2 separate regions of the Drosophila melanogaster genome follow, and region 1 is linked to region 2. The links are chromatin contacts, called in public targeted proximity ligation maps. All regions are on one chromosome and are shown on one strand. The core of a region is the stretch at or near the end of the contact, and the rest is flanking DNA. Distances in the headings are between cores, read along the strand shown.

Region 1 (6,846 bases), core at 3,250-5,749, 480 kb before region 2:
ATAGGGCTGCATTGACACCGCGCCGGCCTTCTTTGCCTTCAGTCGTGACTCCAGAGTGGCTTCCGCAAGTGGCTTCAACTTGACAAACGGATGCCCCATCGTCAGCACCTCAGCAGCTGCGGAGGAAACGTTCTATTTCATTACCGAACCAATCTCCGGTTGCATTTGTAGGCACTCACCAATGCGGGAACTGCTGAACACAGCCAGGGCATGGGTATCGTCTACCCACTTGATGTCGAAACCACTGCCCCTGTACTGGGCGAAAAGCATGAGCAGGTCGGGAGTTTTGAACTCCACTGGGAAATTGGACACCTCCAGAACGTGCGGAAATTCCTCTTCGTTGAGCAGTTGTTGTTTAATGTGAAAGACCTGTACGAATTGTGGAACAGAGTGTTTAATTTGATGATGATGCTGGTTAACCAGTTATATCTACTTACCGTATAGTCCATTTTGGGCAGCTCTATTTTGCACTTGCCCACGGATTCAGTCAGTTCTTGGAGTAACTTGGGATCCAGACAGTCGCCGCTCTCGTCGAACATCTTCTCCCAGTCGTCCTCGTCCTCCTCGTCATCGTCTTCGGTGGTGCTGTCTACAGGTGGTTTCGCTGTGGCTGATGCTTGCGGGGATGTGGGGATGGCCTTTGTTGCCGATGTCTCTATTTTCTCGGGAATCTCCAGCACATCTGAGTTGAAGGTTTGTTTCATGATGCGCCGATTGCTGCGATTGATTTCCTGCAATCGTTTGGAAGTTAGTTAAAACATTTCGCTGATTCCATGCGGCATAACTTACCTTTGAGGCTCGCTGCAGCTCGCGCACATCGTTATCACATTTGGCCGGCTCCTCGCCATTGGTGCTCCTGGCCGCCACCACATCCTCGATGCGCAGCGGAGGCGATGCCTGGCTTTTGCCATTGCTGGCTGATTTGTTGCCATTGCCTGGCTTTGTACGCTGGGCGCCGCTCATGATCTGTATGTTAGAAAGGCAAGGTCAGCTATTAAAATGTGTATTAAAAAATTCTAACTGCTGATGGAGAATGGCGCTACGCTGAACAATTATTGTTAATAAGAACTAATTCATAGGCTTTAGATTCGCTTATATACGTTCTTGTCTTGTTTTAGTACACACACCTCCTTATCACAGTCCGCTGGCTTTGCCGGTCGGTGTTCTTCGTTGGATTGAGTATCGTTCTCAGATGCTGATATAACCAGTACAGTGGCGTTATCGGCCGTTGTAGCTGTTGTCGTTTTCTTTGCGCGTTCTCTGCGCTCCCGATGCGATTTGCTTTTCTTCGACTTGGACGGCGGCTGACCGTTGACGTCGTCCGCTTTGCTCGGCTGTGTATCTGCAACTGGCGGGGAATCCGGCGCTGTTGTAATTGTTGCTGCGACCACCGCTGCTGCTGCTGGTGGTGATGTTGTTGCAACCGCTGTCGCTGCCGCCGCCGTTGTTGTTGTTGTAGTAGTCGGTGGTGTAGTTTGACTGCGTCGTGCCCTTGGCACATAAACCGCTCGATCGGGACGGCGTTCACGTCGTGTCGCCGCCGCCGCTGCTGCTGCTGAGGCGTCCGCCTCTCTACGAAAGAGCGGAGCAAAACAGAGATAATAATAATAAACGGTGAAGGAAACGAGGTAACGAGATTAGCTCACGACAGAATATCAACAGTTTCGTTAGAGGTATATACGCAGTTTATGATCTATTCCTAACTTTGATGGGTTGCAAATCGATTTACCTACCTGTTTGGGGATTCTTTGGAGGTAGGACTTGTAGATGCAGTGGTTGCTGTTCCTGCAGCTAATGGTGTTGTTATAGCTTCGTTTACTGCAGCTGCTTCCTCGCTGCTGCTGTTGTTGTTATTGCTATTGTTCCTCAACGCTGGCGGCCTGTATAAATCCACCGAATTCGATTTGCTTACTGCAAGATACAGATAGAGAAGGCGCCATCCATGAGATACATTGAGAAAGAGACACAAGATGCCGAATGTGAGATACTTCACATGATACGAAGATAGATCGCCAAATGGGAGAGCTAAGCAGACGATTAGCAACAATAGTTGGCAAATGCTCAAAACAAAACGAATAAAATAGAGACTAAGGTGAAGCAACGGATTCGGCATAAAATAAATTAAAAGCAAAATTCACTCATGTCGACCCAATTTTTTACGATCCGCTCTATGCCCGATTTTCGTGAATGTCAACACGAACTTGACAGGTGGATCCCAGGCAGCAAGGGGGGGCTGCGGGGGCGGTCCAGAGCTGGTGAGCGTGCGCAGCGGTCGACCAGTTGAGCGTCTACCTGCGTGAAGCCAAGTGAAGTGAAGTGAGGTGAGCCGTGATGCAACATCACCAAAAAATCCGCTCGAGAAAGAGGGCGACCTTGAATGAACGGCAACGGCGCTGCCGACGTCGATCAGCTGGCGCATCTGGTTATTTTTAGTTAATCTACCTGTTTGCTATACACTTGGCCGGAATTTAGTTATTACTTCTGATTGGAAAGCTCATTAATGCTTCAATTTGCTGGGTATCTAACACAACTGTGCAATTTAATGGCAAAAATGTACATAGATAAATATGTGAATTAATTTTCAGTATTACTGGGTATTCTCATATTCGTCGCTATCCCTGTTACATTTTCGATTTCTTTGTTTGGCTTCTTTTTGCGTATTTGCGAACACTTAAATTTATGACTGCTTGCTAAACGGGGAGCCAAAAACGCATCGCTCCAAAATGTGATTAAAAAACAGGGGATAGCCTTTGTTTATATGTACGGCCAGCTTGCTTTGGGCCATTTACTCACATGGAGTCTCGCTGATATGCTTCTTAACGCCCATCTTACAGAGCTCCGTGGCGCTTCTTCTGCTGGCGCTGCTGCTTCTGCCGTTCGTGTGATAGTGCGAATTGTTGTTGCTCCGCCAGCTCCTCGCTGCCTCTCGCTCTCTATCCTTCTCCCTCTGCTGCTGCTGCTTGCGGCTGTTAATTGTGCATTAACGACAAATTGAAATGAACAATAATCTACTGTCAGATATCAGATGCTCACTTCTCAAAGCCGCTGGGATCCAGAAGCTGGTTTCGAAAGCAGAGGACGGTGCGCCGCTGCGGCCCTTGGCCCACTGAGAAGGTGAACAGATCGTACTGCTGGCGGTATTTCTCACATGTTTGGTGGATGAGATAACGGCGGTAGTTGCCCACAGGTGGAAAGAGCAGAACGCTGCGGAAGAAAGCGGTGGAGAAGGTGAACAAACCATCGATCAATTCAATTCGCTGACTGCGTGCGTGTATAGTGAGTCGTTTATGCGGGAACTCCATTAACGATAATTAGGCGAATTGAAAACACTCCTGATAAGCACAGGCAAAACAGGCGGAAATACATTTGGGAGCTTAGATACTAAATTCGTATGATAAAAATGAATCATATATTCATAAAAGCCGTGTTAAAAATGAAGAGGTAAATCCATTTTTTTTTTTTAGAATGTGCTTCTAATGCTAACTTGTTTACTACCTGATTGTTAACACACTATAATTAAATTTTTAGTTCCATTGATAGATCTTGATTACAGTCCCGCATAAACCCAGCTAGAGCGCCGCCCAATGGGACCGAATCTTCTAACAGGTTGTTGGGAATTCTCACTTGGAAGAGGAAGCACAAGAAACGACCTCAAGAAGAAGGCGAACAAGCGAAACAAAACGGAACGGCAAAGCACGACTTGTAAACTATATTATGTAATCGGATGGTGTAATATTTTGAAAAAGCTCAAATTTCTATGCGCGGCTTGCTGTTGTTTATTGCTTGACGATTAATTGTTTATTAAACGCGGGCTGAATGCAAGAAGAGCGCTTAGGCACGAAGCCCCAAATCAAAAAATCGGTGTTAGTTGGCGCAACTGCAATGCGGAAAAGTCACAATTGCTCTCGTTGTTGTGGTTGTTGTTGCTGTGGCGCAGCTGGGAAAACTCGAAATTGTGCAGAAAAAGACGGGGAGGGGTGGGGGAAAACTGGTGGTATCTGCACGAAAGGCCCACAAAACTCGTACTACTTCTCGTTGTTGTTGGTGTTGTTTTTGTTTCTCTGTTGCACATTTCCGTATTACCATTGTTGTAACGGTACTTTGTTACAAGTTATTCTCTCTCCTACTCTTTCCTTCTTACTCTCTGTATTTGTTGTTTTTGGAGAAATAAGGGGAGCTCTACTTCCTTCTCCTTCACTCACACATTCAGAGACCACAACAGACACACACACAAATGCCCACACTAACATACACCCACACATATGCACTTGCTATTCTCGTGGCAAAAAGTTCTAATTCGTTCATTTTGTAGGTGCGACTTTATTCTTACCCACGATTCAAGCGCTTCTTGACAAAGAGCTCGATATCACAACCGACATTATGTACGAATTCCTGATCGATTAGGCTTAAATTATTTGCGAATGCCTCCAGTTTATTTTAAAAAAGTCGCGACGACGAAAAAACCGACGTCGCACGCACACAAACAAAATTAGAACTTTCGATGTTACCAGATTGTGATCCGAGGACGCGAATAACTGCCTAAAAAATACCATGTTACGCGCGAAAGCTTAAACATTTGAATTTTATAAATAATCGATAACATCAGTCATTTCCTACATTTATTTTACAATGTAAGATACTTACGCGGTAGATATTTTTAAAAGCAAATAATACAAGTGGTAAAAGTAAATAAATCGTTTCTCAATCACTAACTCTTCCCTTCACATTTTTAGTATGTATCATCATTATTACAGTGCGGTTTTAGTTTTATATTAACGTTTTTGAGGGAACAATAAGTTGCTACAAACGCAAATTGGTGTTTTAGTTAGGCAAATTCTTTTTTTCTTAAAACAATGCTAATGCGTGAGAATAAGTTCTTATTTTGTCCATAAAGTGACTGCTGAAAGTAGGTTAAGTATTTAATTTCACTGCTTTGTGGCTCAGTTTTTCCTACCAAGCTCCGCAGCATTTTTTGCCGCTAATATTTGATTAAAAGCTTCAAATTAATTTTACATAAACACGAACTACCAGGCGGAAGAGCTGAGGGAAAACCTGTCGTTCACTCCATATCCGCTTTCCCGGCTGTCAAAGAGCTATCGCGCCCTTGACACCTCCCACACCACCCAGTCGCCCAAAAGCCACCCACTTGCAACACCCCACACTACCCTCCCCGCCTACCAGCTCCACTTTCTAATGGCTATCGGGAAGCACAAATACTCCGTCATTTCAGTGCAGTGGGTTATGAGCCGTAAATGTCGATTCTGTAAACCCACGCGGAAAACACTTCAAAAATAACTAGAAAGAGAACATTTCGTATTAATTACAAGTTGTTATTAAATGGTAGTACTTGGCTTAGGCTCTACTTGAAAAAGGTTGCCCATTTACCCATTAATCATTCAAGTGATTTGAATTTTTCAACTGGCCTTGTATGTGAAATATGATTTTGCCTTTAAATATAGCAACCTTTAAGATACATTTTTCCGAGTGCTCTGTTATCGCTCATACATGGCCATTCATTACAGGTCTGAGGGTTGGCCAAAAACTATGCCCATTGCCACGCCCCGCCCGGCAATTTGCAACGCCCTTTGCTGTCGTCTCCTGTCAAAATGGCATTCATAAAACCGGCTCCTCGGCCTCCCAGTCCCCAATTTTCGTCAAATTGTCCCCGTTTATTTCGCCTGATAATGCCTCAATAAAATCTGGAAGGCATCTTTTATGGATAGGTGTTTGGATACATGAATGACTGGGTATCTATCTGGTGTAGGTGTTTGCCATCGGCAATATTGGTACATATTCCTTTCCTGTACCTAAACAATAAGTTCCGTGTTATGCCAAACTATTTTGCAATTACGAAAGCTGTAAATTTTTACGATCTTAAAGCCATTCGCTTGTGAGGGCCCGAATTGAAGGACGTTTTGCATTCGATTTTTATCTCTTGGGCCCGCAATCTGTTTGGCTGGTTTAATAAAATAGTTTTCCACTCGTTTATGATTACAACATCATCTGCTTTTAATTACTTTTGAGGCCCGCTGTGTGCCCTCGAGTATTAGGGTTAGCAATGAAATTATTCTTTAAAAAATTATCTTTTTTATAGTCAAAGTAACGTCTAATTAACCCATATTAAACGCTTTTCTTTTATTTAAGCTTTTCTTATAGCGGCTTTTTGTATTCATCTATGCTTTTTCCCTCATTCTTCATTAATTGGGTCTCAGTTTCTAGAGATTGCGTCGGAAAATGTTTTACGTAAGAATTAAAAACATCAATGAAGGTGGGGCAGAAATAAATCAGTCTTTTACCTTCGCTCTGTTTGTTTTCCCGCTTCTTTTATCGTGAGGCTCCCTTGTGGCTTAGAGAATTTTCCGCCAAGTTGAAAAGCTGCCGTCCAAGTCTTTTGAGACCACTGCGAAATTGTTGGCTGCATTTTTCTTATGGCTTTGCAATAAATAAAGTTTTAATTCCCCATCGACAGGAATCTGGGCTGAGGAGATTATAATTTCAGATAACCCGCACATTTCAACAATTTCAATTAATGGTCAAGGGGTTGGGCCATTCATATTCGGACAAATCAAGAGTAAATTGCCATAATTAAAATGCAGGTCAGAGGGCAGAGTCTAGACACTCCTTTCATAATTCACTGATAAACTTGAGTAATTTAGGCTACGTGATTCGGCTTAATCGAAGGCCAGGATAAGCACACTTGAGATAATCAATTTATGGCTTTACACGCCTCGTAATTTGCCAATATCGATGCGACAGATTCGGTTTTCAATTTGCATATGGCTGTGGAAAATTTCGTATTCATAGCTGAATTAAATTCCCCTTGAAGACAATCGAATGGAAAATCCC
Region 2 (7,751 bases), core at 5,147-7,646:
CCCAGCGGACTTGATACCTAAATGTTATAGTGTTTAAGCTCTGTACAAAAGGATATATATACACACACACACACCCCGCACCCAGAACTCTGTCTATATCTGTACCACCTACTATAAACCCATATGCGGCTAAAGTCGAGGCTTAGTAGTGGCGGGGTCATCATTAGGCAACGTCAAATGTGTCTCATTGGCATTCATTTATTTTGTGCTGCTGCTCTTTTGAATCTCTTTTTGTACGTTACTTGACTCATTTCGTTGACTCGTTTCGTTGTTTCTCCTACTTTTCCTTAAAGACATTCTATAACCCCATTTTTCCCTCTAATTCCATTGCAATTGTTTGAGAACCTGCATTTATTCGATATGCTAACGCTGTGTCATGTGTTTCCACACAGAATCGAGGAGGAGGCGGTGGCGGCGGCGGCGGCGGAGGAGGCGGTGGCAGCAGCGGCGTGGGCGCCGATGGCACTGGACTGGGAACTCCTGGGACAAGGACCAGCAGCGTCCTGCCGGATCTACTCAGCCAGGCATCGCCGGCAACGCCACCACGCCATGATAAATCATCCAGTGAGGAGGTAAGTAATGTGGCCAATAAATACTCCACCACGTCCTTCTGTGTTTTTCGTTTTAATCGATTTTTCATTGTGTTTTTCGTTCGTAACCCATGTGTCCACGTTGAGTTTATTTATTGTGATAATATATCTTGTTGTATCGTTCTGTTGTTCGGGCCGATTCATTCCCATTATCTCTTCTCTGCTAGGAATCATGGCTAAGAAAATATAACTCGAAGTTCTTCCGGTTTGATAGCAGAGTCATAAACAAGTTCATTATCAGTCATTAATTTTAGAATTCCACCTTGAGACGTATTTAATAACCATTGAATCAGAACACTTGCGATCAAGGGATTTATACTAACATAAGAAATAATTTTCAAGTCAGGGAAATTAAATTTTTTGCTTAGAAGTAAAGTACAGTTTTTTGTTTAGAACTTTTTATTTCGGCATATTTTATCCCATTCCTAACCCCAAGTATTTATGTGACTAATCCCTAAGATATAGAACATCTCTAGCATAAACATATCTCTTTGACGTGGAGCAAAGTTCATTATGAAGAGGGTAAACAATGAAAATTGGTTGAGAAATTTTGAAAATATGAAAATAACTTGCATGCTCGTAATGAAGCTCTCACCAAGTGCATGACTGAGTAAAACTGATTTATCGAACACATCAAAAAGTAAAGATCCAAAATGTTTAAACAAATTTCTTCTTCTTAATTGTGCTTTGTCTTTCCGCAACGTTTGAGCTGATGGCCACTACGATATATTCTAACAATTTACAAATTACCAATCAAAAACAAACAATCAAAACATTACAATAGTAAGTATGAACGATTAGTCCCCCAACGACAAAGTGCTCCTTATTTTGTATAATTTGCTCTCTTAAAAAAAAAAACCAACCAAACCCAATAAACAACTACCAAAACAAGAAAATACGTTTGTGTATAGTTATAATTCTCTTCATCTTATGTGTTTTCATCACATTTTTTTCATAATGTGCCATACAATCTGTAAGTTTTCTTCAAGGGACATGGAAATCTTAAATATAATTTTTGCACATCTTTACAACTTTTTCCCAGATCTGGGAACACTTTTCCGTGTTATTCTGTCAATAAAACAAATTCATTTCAATTTCAACTTGGGTATTCCCTTTGTCTTTTGCGTTGTAAGCAGCCAATCTTTTGTGGCTAACGTTTCGTCTACTATACATTACACACATACCACATACAACACACACAGGTTCCAAAGTAAAGTATGAAAACACAACACATTTTCAATGGGTTTCTTCTTTTTACCAAAGGCCTCTGGGGAAAGATTAATCACATATTGATTTATAATTTCTTCTGGTTTAATCTTAACACACTTCCGCCTTTTTTACCACTGTTAACATGGTCTGAGTTTCGGCTATATTTTCATTTGTTGTTAGTCTAAGCATCCACACATAACACTTATAAGCACACAAGACACTATTGTAATGCTCTCTATGCTCACATAAACCGAAGCACACACCCAATCCTCGCATGTGAATATTTTTTAATTTATCTTATTTTTAGTTGACATCTTAAGACTAATTACAATTTTTCTGCACTTTTCTATTTTTCTTTTCTTTCTACATAAAAAAAAAACGTAAACAAATCAAAAACCAATGAAATCCTATGTAAAAATATAAAAATAAATAAATAATAATCGATAACGTACGCCAATAAACTAATCGAAATAATCGAACTGTGTTATCGATTAAGCAGTATCAAGCGGCCATTAGCTCATCCGTGCATTCCACGCCATCGAAATCGTTTATCGCCAGCAGCGGAAGCGGTGGTCTCGGTTTGGGGGGCGGTACCGTTGTGGGCGGCGTGATTATCAGCAGCAATCACTCGCCCCAATCGACGATATCGCTCGCCTCTTCGTCCTCGAATTCGCGCCAGAATTCGCCCAAGAATTCGATCAGCAAGACGCGCTCCTCCAGCAGTATTACTAATCTCTTGCACAAATCTGCTTCTTCCTCCTCCGCGAACCTGCACCACCTGACGCCCTGCTCCTCGACGTCCTCGGCCTCGATCTCCAATCCGCTGCCACCGCACGCCTATGCCCTGCAACAGAAGCAGCGCAGTTTCCTGACCTTTGGCTTCGGCGCCGGCGGCTCTGGTCCTTCGCGCCGGGAATCGCACGTCAATGTCAATGTAACGCCCACCTCCCACGAGGCGGCCAACGATACGCCCGAGATCCGTAAGTATAAGAAGCGCTTCAATTCGGAAATCCTGTGCGCAGCGCTATGGGGCGTCAACCTGCTGATTGGAACGGAGAATGGCTTAATGCTGCTAGATCGATCCGGTCAGGGCAAGGTAAGTGATTTATATAGAATGAAATCATGTACCCCTCTAATGCACCATTATATCTGCTGCCACAGGTCTACCAGCTCATCTCGCGACGCCGTTTCCAGCAAATGGAGGTGCTAGAGGGCCAGAACATATTGGTCACCATATCCGGCAAGAAGAACCGAGTGCGCGTCTACTACTTGTCCTGGCTAAAGTCGAAGATCTTGCGCACCGACGGACTCTCCGATGTGAGTTATTTGAATTGCCAAGTTAGCCATTCGACTAATAATTCGATACGATTTCAATTGCAGCAAGTGGAGCGTCGGAACGGTTGGATCAACGTGGGTGATCTGCAAGGTGCTGTACATTTTAAGATTGTCAAATACGAGAGGATTAAGTTCCTAGTGATTGCATTAAAAGACTCTATTGAAATTTATGCATGGGCTCCCAAACCATATCACAAATTTATGGCATTTAAGGTGGGTCTCCGCAAATCATTATGAAAGTTTTCGAGTCATGGTTTTTATTTCATAGAATTTTGGTGAACTGGAACATCGCCCGCTTTTGGTCGATCTCACCATTGAGGATCAGTCGAGACTGAAGGTGATCTATGGCTCCGCCGAGGGTTTCCATGCGGTTGATTTAGATTCAGCTGAAGTATACGATATCTATCTTCCCAAGCATGTAAGTTGGTCTGATGGCAAATGTCGTAATTGATTGCTAAATAATTGCTATTTCTGCAGACTCAGGGTGCAATCATTCCGCATTGTATTGTGGCGCTTCCCAACTCAAATGGCATGCAACTGCTGCTGTGCTACGACAATGAGGGCGTCTATGTGAACACTGTGGGCCGCGTTTCCAAGAACATTGTACTGCAGGCAAGTCATCGGGGAATACTTCTAGCTATTTAGTTGGCCAGTGTGTTAATACACTTTTTTTTTACTCCTTCTTAGTGGGGCGAGATGCCCACCTCGGTGGCCTACATCGGCACTGGACAAATCATGGGCTGGGGCAATAAAGCAATAGAGGTGAGTGAGCATGCTTTTGGGACCTCGAGTAATCATTTTAATGGTTTGTGCCCTCATTACAGATACGTTCCGTTGAGAGCGGCCATTTGGATGGTGTGTTCATGCACAAAAAGGCGCAGCGCTTGAAATTCCTTTGCGAGCGAAACGACAAAGTATTCTTCAGCAGTGCCAAAGGTGCTTCATCGTGTCAAATCTACTTTATGACGCTCAACAAGCCGGGCATGGCCAATTGGTAATCGAATCCAATCGAAACCAATCCAATTCAATCCAATCCAATCGACGATCGATGATCGTGGCAGGCAGCCTTCGATCGACGGCCCAGCGATCGATTTGCTCAACCGGCAACAAAATCAACCCATAAACATTTTCTTCTTATTTTACCACAAAAGGCAAACGAAAATGAATGAAAGTATCTAACGCGAACACATAAAAGATAATTAGCTGATTTAAGTGAAGAGTGCATAACGATTAAGTGAGATATCCTAAACAAACACACCAACAACAACAACAACAACAACACTCAACAACATACCAACAACCCGAGGTCATGAACTTGTGCTTATGAAATTCACCACGACAACGTTTCAATTAGTAAATGTGCTAAGAAAACTCGATCAACGCGAGTCTATATATATATATATACATATATATATATATATATATATGTGTATAAAATAATCTACTTAATATTTAGAAACGAACATTTCAAGCTCACTCGTCGAGGTTTTTTGTCAGATCTGGTCAGAAAAAAAACCGCAATTAAAGCAATTCGTATCCTCCATCCTTTCGATGTATGTATATTAACGTTACATAACTGAACAAACACCCAGCACACACGATTCAGATTCAGATTCATTTCAAATGTCGTTTCACGATTGTGTATGATTTCGCTTACAAGTTAAACTTAAGTTGAAAGTTAGCAACGCAGCATAAGCCCACAAAACATACAAGTATATCGAATTTTCTGCGCACAGCAGAAAATATAGAAGAAAATATATGCAGTTAGTTTTTGTTCTTGATATTATCAAATAGAATTTATTTGTGCGTTTCTGATAAATACGTGTTAGTGGAGAGAGAGCAGAGGAAATTTATACATTTTATGCAAATGCAAATGCAAATGGAAATCGAAGCGAAGCGAAGCAAAGCAAAGCAAACAAAACCCACATAAAACGCCATTGTAAAAACTAAGTGATAAACAAGTAAATAATTGATTAATGTAAAATAAAGCCGAAAGCAACACAAAACCCAAGCAAGCTTGCAACAATTGAGGAAATCCAATGGAAGTATAGAAACGCACCACGTCGTTTGCGAGGAGAGCTACCTTAATAACGAAATTGGAGGGAATTACAAAACGAGAACCTAGTTAAGCTGCATTTTTTACTGAACTTTTATACAGAGCCAAGAGAATGATGAAAACAAAAGCAAAAATAACGGATGAACGAATCGAGGAGGGAAATTAAACCAAAATTCTATAAATCGTAGCATGTTAAAATTGATAACCATCTCCGCTTTTTGTACTGTGTGCATTTCTTTGTGTTTTCACTAGCTTCAATATCAAAAGTGGTCACGTTGCAATATCTCTATATCGAGTGCATATAGAAGAATCTTGTCCCCAACTGGCACACACTCCAATGTCCCCAATGAAACACTAATTCTGCCTTATTTTATGTTGTTTGCGTGATTTCGCCCCACTCCCTTCTCTTCCACACGAAAAAGTCTCATGAAGAAGTATATTTAAAATATTGTTTGTTTTTGTGTTATAAACTGATTGTACGCCCCCGTATTTAGTAATGTTCATCCAAGCAAAATGGAAAGATAAGTGCACCAACATGCACGTCTAAAGCAACAAAAAAAAAAAATAAAAGAATTAGTAATAAATGCTTACTTTATTTCTAAAATAAAACAAGTAAAATGGTACAGAAATGAATGTAAATCTAATTATTATATATATATAATCTCAAAATTAAAAAAAAAAAATACAACAAAAGATCCGCATTTTATTTGCCGGTTGGTATTTATTATTAAGAAGTTATTTTAATACAAAAGGTATTTTAAAATTCGGTCACCAAACGAATATTTCAATATTTAACATGAATGTAGAGAGCTTTCTACTGGTTTGAGTCTTTGCTAGTTTTTACATTACCTTACAAATGACCTAAAGTGAATAATACAGATTTACTATAATTTTCTTAAAAACTTAAGCTCTTTAAATATTAAATATTGAGCTGCATTTTCAAGCGTTGTGCGTTTCCTAAGGAAAAATAAATTTGAATTTCGTAAAATGGCCAAAGCAATGCCAGTTTAGAACACAAACTTTTTGAAATGTAGCGCTGATTGCTCGAATATAAGTGAATAAATCGAATATTATTAGCAAGTTATCAGTGAGACCGCACTTGAATCGAGAATTAAAAACCCATAGCGCCAAAACAATTCACCGATAGTATCGAATAGTCGTCTCCTATCGTACCAGCTCTAAAAAAACAAAGCAAAACCAAAATCGGCCCGAAATTCAAGCTAAACGGACGCGTTTTCGTCGCGAGTTTAACCGCTGCAAAAATATCAACAATAAGTATAAATTGCCGCGGGTACTGAGTTCATATGATGATCGAGTGATTTTTTTCATCGTACAATTAACGTCCTTCGAAATAGGATATATTCGAGTATTCCGGGTCGCGAGTATTTAAAAAAAAGGATTTGTGTATACCGAAAGGGCTAAACAAAAAGCTTTTTAAAGGTAAATCCCAGCAAAGGAGTGTTAAATGGAGTTTGGCGAAAAGCTAATGTGCCGGAAAAAAGTACAAAACAGTGCGAATGAAAATAAAAAGACGCCGACTATATGTGTATAAGGTCCATGTGTATGTGTGAAAAAATCCTGGACAACGCCACTCCTTTTGCGCAAAGAAATTTAATAAAAAAAAACGCAATGAAGCTGTATATAGAGAGCAAAACGAAGCTGCGCCGGAGTTGAACGAAATACGAAGTGTAAATTGGGGGTGTGGGTGCCACACAATTCCGGGTGTACGCAAATATTTTGAAACGAAATCGCCATTAAATTCAGGTTCCGATTTTAGTGCAAATACAACGGTAAAACAATGAAATTGCATTTGGAGTAGCGGCATTTTTAGGGGTGTGTGTGAGTTCGAGTCCTGTCGTCCTGCTTGCACCCTCTGCGCAGAAGCAGGACAGCAAAAAACCCCCGAAAAAACAATTGCAAATTGCAGAATTGCGAGCGAAACACGAAAATACGAAAATAGTTTCGGCCAACAGCTGGCGAAGTTTCAGACACCTGGCGAAAAAACCAACATGGGACACTTAAACAGTTAAACGGTTCTCCTTTTTATGGCTTTTAATAACTGGTTTCGCAGAGCCTTTTCGCGTAGGTGCGAGCGAGCAGGAAGTATGCCCCAACCAAAGAACCGTTGATCGCAAAATGCAACTCCGATCGGGTGGGAATGAGTAAGAGAAGCGGGAGAGAGGGGGAGCGAGAGCGAGATGGAGACTGGGTGATAAAAAACCATAACATAACAAAACAAAACAAAACGAAAGCAAGTGACTTTTGTTTTTCTCTTGTTGTCTTAGGTTCTGTTTGCATGTGTGGGTTTCTTCTGATAATTTCGCTATCGTTGTTTTGGCCTTATTTATCGCCGTTCTTTGTTTTGCAATTCTGCGAGTGGCCGCAATTTATGCAAATATGCAGAAATCACAATTCTATTTGCACTATTTCCTCAATAAAAAATCGCTGGCGAGGCCAAGAACATTATATTGTTGTTAAACTCAGCTCTTCGCGGGTACAATTTCACCCTCTTTTGTGCGTCGCGTGCTCTGCGCTTCTTTTTCTCATTTGTTTATTTTTAG

The links.
Region 1: a targeted proximity ligation map of the Kc167 cell line shows a contact between it and region 2, with 5 times the contacts expected there. A contact is called at or near these places in 3 of 107 Hi-C or Micro-C datasets (the Kc167 cell line and wing imaginal disc) and 2 of 7 datasets of targeted methods (both in the Kc167 cell line).

Annotation. Positions count from the first base shown.
Region 1 is chr3L:3,032,849-3,039,694 of dm6, reverse strand. It overlaps CG2162, which reads right to left and starts at 4,499. Exons shown (of 10, transcript NM_139503.3): 1 at 4,331-4,499; 2 at 3,034-3,204; 3 at 2,794-2,966; 4 at 1,734-1,911; 5 at 1,128-1,572; 6 at 790-966; 7 at 438-731; 8 at 180-369; 9 at 1-116. The coding sequence starts at 2,827.
Region 2 is chr3L:2,552,937-2,560,687 of dm6, reverse strand. Spn (Spinophilin) reads left to right here and starts at 6,396. Exons shown (of 16, transcript NM_001259642.1): 1 at 6,396-6,630. It overlaps msn (misshapen), which reads left to right. Exons shown (of 18, transcript NM_206252.3): 11 at 393-572; 12 at 2,299-2,895; 13 at 2,961-3,116; 14 at 3,180-3,347; 15 at 3,403-3,552; 16 at 3,612-3,746; 17 at 3,822-3,896; 18 at 3,959-5,841. The coding sequence ends at 4,132.